Regions from separate parts of the Ovis aries genome. Here region 2 is linked to region 1. A link is a contact called in public Hi-C data. All regions are on one chromosome and are shown on one strand. The core of a region is the stretch at or near the end of the contact, and the rest is flanking DNA. Distances in the headings are between cores, read along the strand shown. Region 1 holds the start of SSBP2 (single stranded DNA binding protein 2). Region 2 overlaps LOC132659902 (a long non-coding RNA gene).

Region 1 (5,635 bases), core at 1,466-3,965:
TTTTTGAGGTCTGCCTCCTTAAAAAAAATTTTTTTTAATCTGGTGATACCATTTTAAAGACAACTTCAAGACACCTATCTTCAGAAGTCAGTAGGTTATTGTGGAACAGGGCCATTAAAGTCCCAAGTACACAGAAAGGGCAAAAAATGAGTAATCAGATCAACTCTTCTAGCAAAATGAAACTTACTGCATCAAACAGAGTCTACCTCAATGTTTGTCTTAGATTCAAACAACATTCGCCTAGAAATTAATGCAACAACAGTTAACTCAGAATGGTCATTGTCAATTCTCCAAAAGTGGCCTCTTTACCTATATTTAGTCCGTAAGGCAAAGCAATCCAGGATTCCTGCTGCCAATTATAATGAATGGAAGAAATTTATTTAAATCAAATAGCACCATCTAGCAGAACTCTCACCACCTGGCTTACAAGTGTAGATGTTACTTGGTGTTCAGTTTGGTAGACTTGACAGCAAAATGGCAATTATTTGTTTTCATGACATAACCACACAATTAGAGCTAGAAAGGACTTAAGACACACCAGGTTCAACTTCCTCATTATTATGCTAGATGCTTTTAAAATTTCTTTTACAAAGTTATCATAATATAGATTAAATTCAGCCATTCCTGGAAGTTCAAGTAAAACCCAAAATTTGGATTCTCAAATTCAACCACCCTGAAAATACGTTTAAGATATACCTCAATACACATTTCAATTCCTTCACTCCCAAACATATGAAATCCAAATACTCTGTAATCATTAAAACATCTTCCCTAAATGTTTCTATTTTCTCAGATATATTGCCACTAAATGATAAACGCACACAAATTACGCCATCTCAAAACTTCAATTCCAGTAACTTGCTATCTCTTAACCAACCTATAATGCTAAATCTTTTACATACTCCTTGTCACAGCAACAAGATCCTGAATTCAGCTCAGAAAATACCTTGGAGGTGTAGGGGGGAGTATCTTTTTTTGGTTTGTTTTGATACGCCAAGGCCGCCCCTAAATCCTATAGGAATTGCGTTTATTGCTGCCAACACAAAGATTAGGAAATGTTCCCAACCATAGGGCACAAGAAACTTTCAGAAGACTACTAACTGCCTAAAACTAGGAGGCAAACCCGGCAGTTTCTGCACATTGGGTTTTTATTTACTCAGCTATTTCCTTGTGCAAGGTGACTAAAGTAGCTTTTGAGATGCTCTCAGACTTTTCTCCAGTCTGAAGTCCTCGGAAGGGCAGAGCGCGTCCAATGACAGGGATACGCCTCATCCTCAGAATGGAGGTGGTTAGTGGGAATCACCATAAGAACTGCTGCACAGAAAAGAGGGGTTCTTCCTCAGTGGTCACAGTCACTATGCGCTCTCATTTTTAGTAACAACCAAATCACCGTTACAAGCACGTAAGAATAGAAGCAAACAACCCTGCTTCGCAGCGTGCCGTGACGGTGGCATCCCAGGCCGGGAGGGGCTCTTTTCTCGCCAGCCTCCCCTGGGCTCCCACCGGAGTTAACACCTGTATCTCCTCGCCACACCGACCAAACAACTAACTCCTCCCCGTCTCCACGCTTCGACCCTTCCTGCAAGTCCGGGTTCGGACCACTGCCCCCTCCCCACCGCAGACAGCCCTCCTCGCGCCAGCGGCCGCGGCCCCCACCGCTAGTCCTCCCCGCGACCCCCGCTCGCCGCCCGGACCGCCACGGCCCTCTACGTTTGGGAGGCTGCAAGTCTCCAAAAAAAAAAAAAAGTTCTCCAGCCGCCGCCGCCGCCGCCGCCGAGTTGGGTCGACTGCGAGCGGCAGAAACGCCAGCCTACCCCAGCAGCTCCCGCTTCTCGCCAGCACACTTTTCCTCCCCAGGAACTCGGTCCTTTGACTCCCAAACTTCAGCGGCGCCCCTGACGCCCCCTGCCCCAGGCTTGCGAGGCACACAGGGCTGCGAACGCGGCGTCCCTCCTCCGGACCAGGAAAGCCCCGACGCCCACCCAGCCCACGCCCCGCACACGCCCTCCGCGCCCCGCGCGCGTCTCCGCGCCCAGCGGGGCCCCGCTCGACCGCTCCACGCCCGGCTTCCGCCCGCCGCGCGCCCGGCCCCGCTGCCTTCGCCTTGCCAGGCGCAACCGGCCCCGGCGCCCGAGCCCCCCGCCGCGGCGCCCCTCGAGCAGCCCGCCCCGACCCCGGCCCGCCCCCACCGAACACCCACATTCCCTCCGCGTGGCCTCCTCCACGCAGCTGCCCCCTCTCGCCCAACCTCTACCCCCGGAGGCTCTCCGCTCCCCGCAGCCCCGGACCCCAGCTCCAAAGTTACTTTGCGAGAAGGTGAACCCGCGGGTTATTTCCCTCAATCACCCAAACAAGTTTCCATCCCCGCCACCGGCACCGCCGCCGCCCCCCGACACACTCGCTCCCTCCCTCCCGCCAGACCCCACGGCCGCCAGCCCCGCGCGAGCCCCTCCTGGGAAACAGCCGCTCCCAGCACCGCACGCCCCCCACCTCGCGCACCCCTCCCCCTGCCAGCCCACCCCCCGGCTCTCCCCCGGCAGAGAGTGTCTGTGTGTCTGGGTGTCTCCGAGAGAGTGTGCGAGTGCGTGCGTGTGTGTGTGTGTGCGCGCGTGAGAAGGCGGAGGTGGGTGAGAAGCGGAGACACTTACTTCTCCCGGGCCTGGCTGTCGGACGGGACGGCGCTGCTGTTACTCTTGCCTTTGCCGTACATGCTTGTGCCGAGAGCAGCTCCCACTGTCACGCACCTGTCAACCCATCACAGCCTCCCCGGGAACAGCCCCGTCCCCATGGCGACCCACGCAGCCACCCCCACTATTGGCCGCCCCACGCCAAAGCTCCGCCCCCTTCGCCCAGGCAACGCACGAGACTGACAGGCCTTCCCCCCCTCGACTCCCTCCGGCCTGCCGAAGCGCGCGGCGGCGGCTACAGCCTAAGCGGCAGTCTCCTCCCTCCTTCCCTCCCTCCCGGGTTCCCTCCCTCCTTCCCTCTCCGCTCTCCTCCCTCCTCCCGCTCCTCTCCCTGCCTCCCCCCTCCGAACCCCGGCGCAAGGGGGGAATTAGAAACTGCTCTAGAAGGATTTTAAACAACTGGCTGTTCCCTCCAACGCCGCCCCTCCCCCCGCACCGCCCGCGCTCGGCTCCTCACTGGAGAGAAGGCGCCGGGAGGAGGGGAAAGTGCGGCCTGGAGTCTCTGGCAGGAGCTGGCGGAGCCGGAGCGGCCGCGGCCCCAGACTTCAGGGCGCCCGCCGAGTACACAGGCAGATCTACGGCCCCAGCCGCCCTGGGGAGCCTCCCCCACCAGCCCCTTTCTCCCGCTCCTCTCCTGTCTGTGACCCCGCGCCGGTACCCAGGATTGATCTCTGCGGTCCTCGGCCCTACTCCCTGCGGTGTCGCCCCCGCCCAGCTCCCAGAGGGCCGGCTGGCGGGGGACACGCGCACTGTTCCCTCGACCTTCTGGCTGAGCGACTGGGAGCGACTCGCCTTCCCTCCTTGGAGGGACTGTGCCTGCGGCCCTTGGCGCCGCTGGGGTGGCGTCGCCTGGCTCCTGGGGCCGCGCCCTGCAGCGCGGGGGAGCACTCGGCCTCGGGCCTGGCTCCTCTCTTTAGAGGTGAGCCTGCCTCCAAAAGGTGGCCCAGTGACTCCTGGGGCCTCAGTGGCCCCCACCTTGTTCTCCTAAGATCAGAGCCCCGCGACATGCCAGACGTACTGCAGAAAAGGGTCCCGGGTATCCCCACCTGGCCTGCCTCTCTAGCCTGGGGCGTTGATGCCAACTCATCCTGACCTTTGGAGTGGAAAGGACCGTAGAAGGCTTTTAAAAACATCCCTGTCTTTGTCCGTCAGAATAGGCCCCAGCCGTGCTCCAAGGTGTACAAAGCTTTTGCCAGAGCTGAAACGCTGCCCAAGAATATTCATGGATCCCAGGCCCCAATCCCATTTCAGTAAAGGCAAAAAAGTTTCTGAAAACACACACAACCTGGCTCCCAACTGAACTCCATCCTTTATCTTGTGGAGATCCTTGGATGTAAAATGAGACAGAGTGCAAACACGTTTAAAAAGAAGAGATGGGCATCAAATAGGGAGTGACAGGGGGAGTGGGGTGCAGCTGGGGGTCAGATAGGGGAAAACATCAAGGAAGGATAAAAAGACCCGGAACAGCTATGGGAGGGGAGAGGAAATAACATTCAAATAGAGAAAGGTACCTTTCTTTTCCTCACATGCAGCTTTAAACTTTTAGTAGTAGGGTCATAAAAATGTATATGGAGATTCTGAGATAGATGGAATGGAAAGAAATGGGCTTGTGTGGGCATTGACAGCAAGTGATAGGAATATAACATCAACAGAAGGTTAAGGAAGGGCAGTTAGTAAAAATGAAAGAATCAGAAAAGGTGCTGGCAACCAAACATAAATCAAACACTGGGGAAAATGAAGAGAAGGGACTTGCTATGGTAAGGAAAACAAAAACAAAAAATGGAAAAGGTAAAGTGTAAAAAGAAAAATAAGAATAACAACCAAGATTAAATGAAGTAGCCGTAGAATGTGATAGCAAAAGATGACAATTACAGAAGAGGATTGACTAATACAAAAGGATACAAGAAAAATAAACATGCTTTTATTGAAAGGACAAAAATTCAGCCAATAGAAGTGAAGATAAAGTCAAAAAAGTCACATTGGCTTAAGTTGATTTTTGAGAGGTAATTTACCTTTTCTTATTTAAAATTCTTCTCTCTGTTTACAATAACCTGCCGTGGTGGGGACAGGACATTCTTGGACTCTGAGGTACTTGGAAGTGCTGTAGGAAGGGGGAACCCCTTCCAGGGCCTGAAACTGGGCTCTTGTCTAACACTCAGAAATGAATTGTCTGAGGAGACACATGTGCTGACAAAGCAAGAGCTTTTATTGGGAAAGGGCACCAGGGTGGAGAGCAGTAGGGTAAGGGAACCCAGGAGAACAGCTCTGCCACGTGGCTCACAGTCTCGGGTTTTATGGTGATAGGATTAGTTTCTAGGTTGTCTTTAGCCAATCATTCTGACTCCGAGTCCTTCCTGGTGGTGCACGCCTTATTCAGCCAAGATGGATGCCAGAGAGAAGGATTCAGGGAGGCGGTCGGACATGTGGTGTCTCCTTTTGACCTTTCCTGAACTCTTCCAGTTGGTAGTGGCTTATTAGTTCCGTGTTCCTTATGTCGTAAAACAACTCATGCAAATAGTTACTATGGTGCCTGGCCAGGGTGGGCGGTTTCAATCAGTGTGCTTCCCCTAACAGAAGGAGTAATAACCTCCCTCTTTTAACGAAGTTCGAAATGCCCAAATGTCTATCAGGCTGTCATTGTTTACAAACTCTACCTTCAAGTTTGGTGCTATGTAATTTGCTGTTCAGTTTAATCTACTTCCATTAGCTTTAACTCAAAAAATTATTAGCATCCCCAGGCTCCATCACCCATAGAACATTCCCTATTAGATACTGGTTAGAGAATGCTGTCAAGGAGAAAACAAACTATCAGCTGCTGCCCACACCTGGAATAAGGTAAGGTTTCCGTTTAAAACCAAGAGTGGGCTTTGTACTATTACCTAAGTTCTATATTATCTTTGCATTGGTCTTGGGATCCTCTCTAATTCTCAGTCACGACACATTAGAAT
Region 2 (5,635 bases), core at 1,913-4,412, 97 kb after region 1:
AGGAGCCTGGCAGGCTACAGTCCATGGGGGTCACACGAATCGGAAACAACTTAAGCAACTAAAACAACGGCACATGGAACAGTTAAGGCCTAATCATATACATCTGAATTTCCTATTACTGTTCTATTTGACTGAAATATATGTGAACATTTAAAAGGGAGAGAGAAAATAACTCTTCAAATATAAGAAGCTACATTCTTGACCTCGATACCCTTCAACAAAGAGTATTCTTTAGGTCCTTTTTTCCTTTGGAAAGAGACACTAGCTCTAAATCCCTTAATAATTCTACTTGATTTAAATCTGACTTTAATCCTGCATGATAAATTAAGATTGTGTATCTCTTCACCTTTGCTTTTTGGAGTAATTTGTCTAACCCAACACCTGCATAAATAGATCAGCTCCTCTAGGTGATACGAAGGCACCGGGAAAAGTATCATTAGCTCCAAGACAGCTACCTTACCAGGGGGCACCCTGACCCCACGCGTGCTTGAGAGCTTCAGGAGTGGTTGCATTTAGAGACCCACACACTGAAGGAAGGACATCTGATTCCTCTGATTGCATGTAGAGTTGCTGGACAGCTGCTACAGGTCTCCTCTTACAGTAGTCCCAATCCTCCAAAGTCCTCCCACAAAAAAACTCTACTTAGAAAGGGCTTCCCAGGTGGTGCTAGTGGTAAAGAACCCACCCACCAATGCAGGAGACATAAGAGATGCATGTTCGATCCCTGGGTCAGGAAGATTCCTGGAAGAGAGCATGGCAAGGCAACCCCCTCCAGTATTCTTGCCTGGAGAATCTCATGGACAGAGGAGCCTGGCGGGCCTCAGTCTATAGTGTTGCCAAAGAGTTGGACACGACTGAAGCGACTTAGCACGCATGCAGAGGAAGAAAGCATTGTCCCTGGGAGGATGCCAGGTAGCCAGCCAGAAGGAGGAACCTGAGGTCTGCCCCAACACAGTAATTCCCTGTAGCAGGATAATGTGCCTTTCCTGGAGCTGGGCCGACTTTGCCCTGAGGTTATATTTCCACACAAAGAAGCCTTTAAGGGTGCCGGTGCAGACCTCCACACTGAAGGTTTATGTCTGTCAATCTTAGAAAAAAAGGAGGCCATAATAAAACTACAGGAGCCAGCAGTAGGGAATTACAACTTCAGGATTAGTGGAGGTCTGCCTATAGCCCTGCTAGCTGCTGAGCGCTGATCTAAGGACAAGAACACTAAAGCGAAAGGAATTTAAGTCAATTGACTGCTGGATTGCATGAGTAGGACTCAGAGAAGCGGGTACTTGCTGAGGGTGGCGCCTGATGCTTGGCCACTGCCATCATGTCACCCCAACTGGGGGACCCAGAGTTGGAGAGGAGGGGAAAGGTTCACCCAAGTCAAACGAGTTGAGCAGGACTGCAGATGCCCAAGTTGGAGGTTTTGCTTGCAGCAGCCAGAGCAACTCCAAGAGTAATTCAAATGATTCAGTTAATAAGAACAAATGCTACTTAAGGTCTCAGTGAGTGACCACAATAGGCAGAAAAACAGGAAATACAGCAGAAGGTGGACCGGCACACTGCAAAGAGACACAAGAGGGAGAAAAAAGTGGTGCCCTCTGGGAACTAGGCAGAGGGAAAGGTGGCGAAGTCATTGAGTGCATCAGACTGGCTGGGGTGAGGTCTCCGGGGTAAGGTTGGGGAGGGATGGGACAGCAAGTGGGGAATGGAGCTGAGAATAGAGAGGGCATCATTGCCACCTGTCCAGCATCTCCACAGCCCTCATTTTGGCAGTGTGGCCCTGATTCTTGCACAGAGGCTGGTTGGACCCAGCTTGAGAGCTTCCTAAAATATCCTTGGGTCTGATGCAATATCACTTTGTGATGGCACTGCATTGCGATGCGGTGACAGGCTAACCTGGTGGTGGAGTAGGAAGGCCTTTTGTGTCTTCATATGACCATGTCTGAGAGAGACCAAGTGAGCAGAGTGTTCCCAAAGGGCAATGGGGCACTTGAAAGACTGGTTAAGTTCTCTGATGAGGAAGGAATCGAGTTCCCAATTCCCCACTCCCACTACAGAGAACAACCACTTTTGGAGAGCTCAGTCAGGACAGGGAGACTCAGGCAGACCCCCAGGGCACCCTAAACTGCACCGGGAGCAGAGGAAGGGTTGTGCTAAAATCAACCTTCACCCTGAAGAAAGCAGGAAAAAACAAGATAGCTTGTCCCACAGCATGCCCTCTGGGCAAAGGAGCTGGGTTGGGGAATTGTAGAAGAGACAGGCCTAATCTGGAGAAAGCCACCAAGAACTACCAAGAGCTGGCAGCAAGGTCCAGGTTGGCCTAGGTCTCCAAATAAAAACAATTTGCCTAGCTCTAGGCCAGTCCTTGTTCTGCATCATGATATGAAATTTGAAATGTGAATTAAACCTTGCAAAGGAATGTAACTCTTTCCTCCCTCCCCCAGGCCATTCTATCTTTCTTAGAGAGGGTGAGGTGGGTCAGAGGAGGAAGGTGTAACATTTTTGCCCCTTTACCAAAACATGGAAAGTGTCCTCACCACCTCTCCCACCATCCCTGTGCCCACCCCACCCCCTCCCCAGTGCTAAGAGTGTTCAAAACTAAAAGCCGAAGCATCTTTTCAGCAAGTAATCAGCACAAGTTGAAAAGCACATGCTGTTGCATTTCTGATCAGATTGTATGTTAAGCAGGAAAATATCCACCCCCCCACTCTCCCCCACTTTTTTTTTTTTTTTTTTTTGGCTAAATGCTTGTCTGTTTAAAGAAGCCACCAGGCAGTGCCTCTCACTTTGTCTTGGCAGGGCACAACCATCAGACGAAGTGGGAGGAAGAAACATTAACTTCAACAGCTGTTTCTTGACCCCGGCTGTCAGTCTTCCCAAGAATAAATTTTGGAGAGTCCTATTTGAAACAAAGAGGGAGTTTTGGGGGAGAGAAAAGTTGGTTGATTCCAGGGCGGCCGCCTAAAGGAGCAGGGACCAAGATGCTGGCAGTTACCATGCAGCCTGCCAGCCTCTGCCGGGTGTAGGGGTGGAGCAAAGTAACTTGAAAGCTCCCCTCTCGGCGCCCTGTGCCTGCAGCTTCCCCCCCTAACGCGCGCCCAGATCCAGCGCCGGTGGTAAGAGCCGTAGCTCGACTACAGTAATTCCCCAGCTCGGGCGGCTTGAAACTGCTCGGGCTGAATAGCATTTGCTGTTCCGTCCGGCGGCCGCCTCCCGCCGCAGCTGCCGCGCTCCCTGCAAAGCAGCTCTCATTATCCCGGAAGTTGTGCTGACACTGTCTCGCTGCCACCAGAAGTTTGTCAACATCAAACTTCTCCTGTGTGGGGTACGTTCACCTTCCACGAGTATTTAATCGAGCCAACAAGCAAACAAACAAACCCAAATAAACCTGCCCGTGATGTCATGGTCTTTTTTTTTTTTTTTTTGGCTTTTGCTTTCCTGGAAGGCTGGGGCTGGTAGGAATTTGCTGGTGGGCGCTCAGAGCGCCGGTAGGTTTTAGGGGGGCTGGCGATCAGGGACCCCCCCGACCCAGGGTGAGGAGTAGGGAAGGGATTGGGATGGTGTGGGGAAGACTGGGGCTGGGAGGCGGGGGCCGGGGCCGGGGCAGGCGGATGGGTCCTGCAAAGTCTTGGCTGCGGTGGGTTTGGAGGATGCCCTGTCATGGGGCGAAGGTTGTTGCTTGGCGGCCCCGACCCCGCAGCAAAGGTTACCTGGACCAGGTGGCCAGGCGTGTATAACCGCGGGGGTTTTCTTCACTCCCACTGCACTCTGTACGCCTGCAGGACGTTTCTACAAACACCCCTTGGGGTCTTTGGGAATAAAGGGCATTAGGGTCATAAATGTATTTTTGAGGCTTCAGCTGCAACATCAAAGAAATCCTTGAGATCTGAGGGCAGCACCTTTTCAGCTACCTTGATAAAACCGTTTGGTCTAAACTTAACTCCTTTCCCTAAGCCAGGTCTCCAGGTTTAGTTTGAGTTGCTCCTGGGTTTGGGTGTTTGTGGTTTCCAGTTGCTCTCCCGCTGAGACACTCCTGGCTCTGTCGCCGGGTGGAGGGGGGAGAGGAGGAAGAGGAGGATTGTGATTAACCCTTTCCGCCCCGTGCTTTTATCCGGGTACAGTCAATCCTACTCAGACTGGAGAGGACAAGGCCTGACTTGCCGAGTTTTGGCACTCATGAATTAGCACCCCTTGAGGGCTATGGGTTTTGGGGGAGGAGCTGGAACCTCGGACACTGATATTAACTTTATGTCTAGTTTGGGGAGGCCACACTCCTCCCCAACTAGATATAAAGACAGGGGAGATCCCAGGGAGGGTGCTGCTGTATGTCAAGTCAAGTCAGGTGTGGGCAACTGAGGGGGTTCAAAATCCCTAAAGCAAGCGGCAGCCCAAAGCCTGCCCTCTTGAATTGGAAATCTGTCCACTTGTGGATGCAGCAAAATTTTTCTGTATTCTTCAATAATAAGTCAGAGTGGATAAATACCTCTATAAAGAATATTACCCATTATCCAGTATGGTATTGCAGAGACGCTGATTTAATCCATTTAGGGAGGCAGGTACTCGATTTACTCTTGCTGGTAGACTGTTATTAACCACGTTTTTAGAAAAATTATATCTACAGTCACCTATGTTTGATAACAAGAAGCAAGACGATCTCTCTTATTTTCCAAACGACCCTAAACAGGAAAATTGTGCTAGTCCCAAAGGGCTAACTTACCTTAAACACAAAACAAAAACAAAAAGCTAAAAATAAAACCTAAAGAACTGAGGTGTTTCTCTGGCACTGGAAGTTACTTTTGACAAACACAAATCAAACTGATTCAAATACATTTCTAGAGCAGCCAGCCCTAAAAAAAATTAAAAAATAAAAGCCACACACAAAGAAGTGTGTATTCTTAAAAGTTTCGCTATTCACTACAGTGAATTTTCCTTGTTGGTCTTGCCTCAAAAGTCTCCCTGAATTATTCAGACTTATTTTCTTTGGGTGGTACTTTAATTTTTATTTATTTATTTTCTTACAATCCACAAAGTACTACTCAACATTGTTGTACCTCAGTGTGGACATGAATCAAGAAGGACGTGTGGAGGATTCCATTTCCAACTCCATGTGCATGAATTTTTTGCCCTGGCTGTTAATCTGTCATGGTGTAAAAAGCCTGATTTACAAAGGCTGGAGGACTTTTTTGCAGAGCAAGGTTTTGTATGGTTTCTATGGCTGGGCTTATATACAAATAAAACTATTTTGCATTTCTGTCCACAATTTCCTAGTTGCACAAGGATAATTTTCAGAGTTTTCAGCTTCTAGTCCCTGAATGGGAGCGGCAAGCATGAGGAAACAATTTCTTTTTACAGTGATGTGAGCTCAATGCTCTTCTGGATTTAGTTACTTCATAAGGTAAATATCACTAAATGTGCGCTGAGATCTTTGGGGATCTAAGGTGGTGGATGGGTGAAAACTGTCTACTGTGAAATGCTAAAGAATGTTAAACAACAGAATTCGTTTACAGAGCTAATTGGGTCAACTATGGTACTCTTTTAAAGTGGAAATTAATTCGAACATTTGAAAAAAAAGTACTCTCAGTTTACTTTTGGTTACATTTAGGTTATTTTAGTCACTATGATTTTTAGAATTTTACCCCAG

The links. A called contact is a pair of places that touch in the nucleus more often than the background predicts.
Region 2: a contact with region 1 is called in a Hi-C map of muscle, with 5 times the contacts expected there. The contact joins the enhancer-like site here to the promoter of SSBP2 in region 1. A contact is called at or near these places in 8 of 16 Hi-C or Micro-C datasets (blood, hypothalamus, mesenteric adipose tissue and 4 more).

What each region holds. Positions count from the first base shown.
Region 1 is chr5:79,276,772-79,282,406 of ARS-UI_Ramb_v3.0, forward strand. It overlaps SSBP2 (single stranded DNA binding protein 2), which reads right to left and starts at 2,716. Exons shown (of 16, transcript XM_042250727.2): 1 at 2,649-2,716. The coding sequence starts at 2,710.
Region 2 is chr5:79,373,234-79,378,868 of ARS-UI_Ramb_v3.0, forward strand. The region is part of intron 1 of LOC132659902 (a long non-coding RNA gene); the gene reads left to right. Among named protein-coding and RNA genes, the nearest start is that of SSBP2, 97 kb to the left of the region's middle. Within about 2 kb of position 3,163, at least 52 of the 54 cell types and tissues checked have an H3K27ac peak or open chromatin away from gene starts, as enhancers often do. A contact at or near this core is called in hypothalamus, muscle and tail adipose tissue, where this site is marked.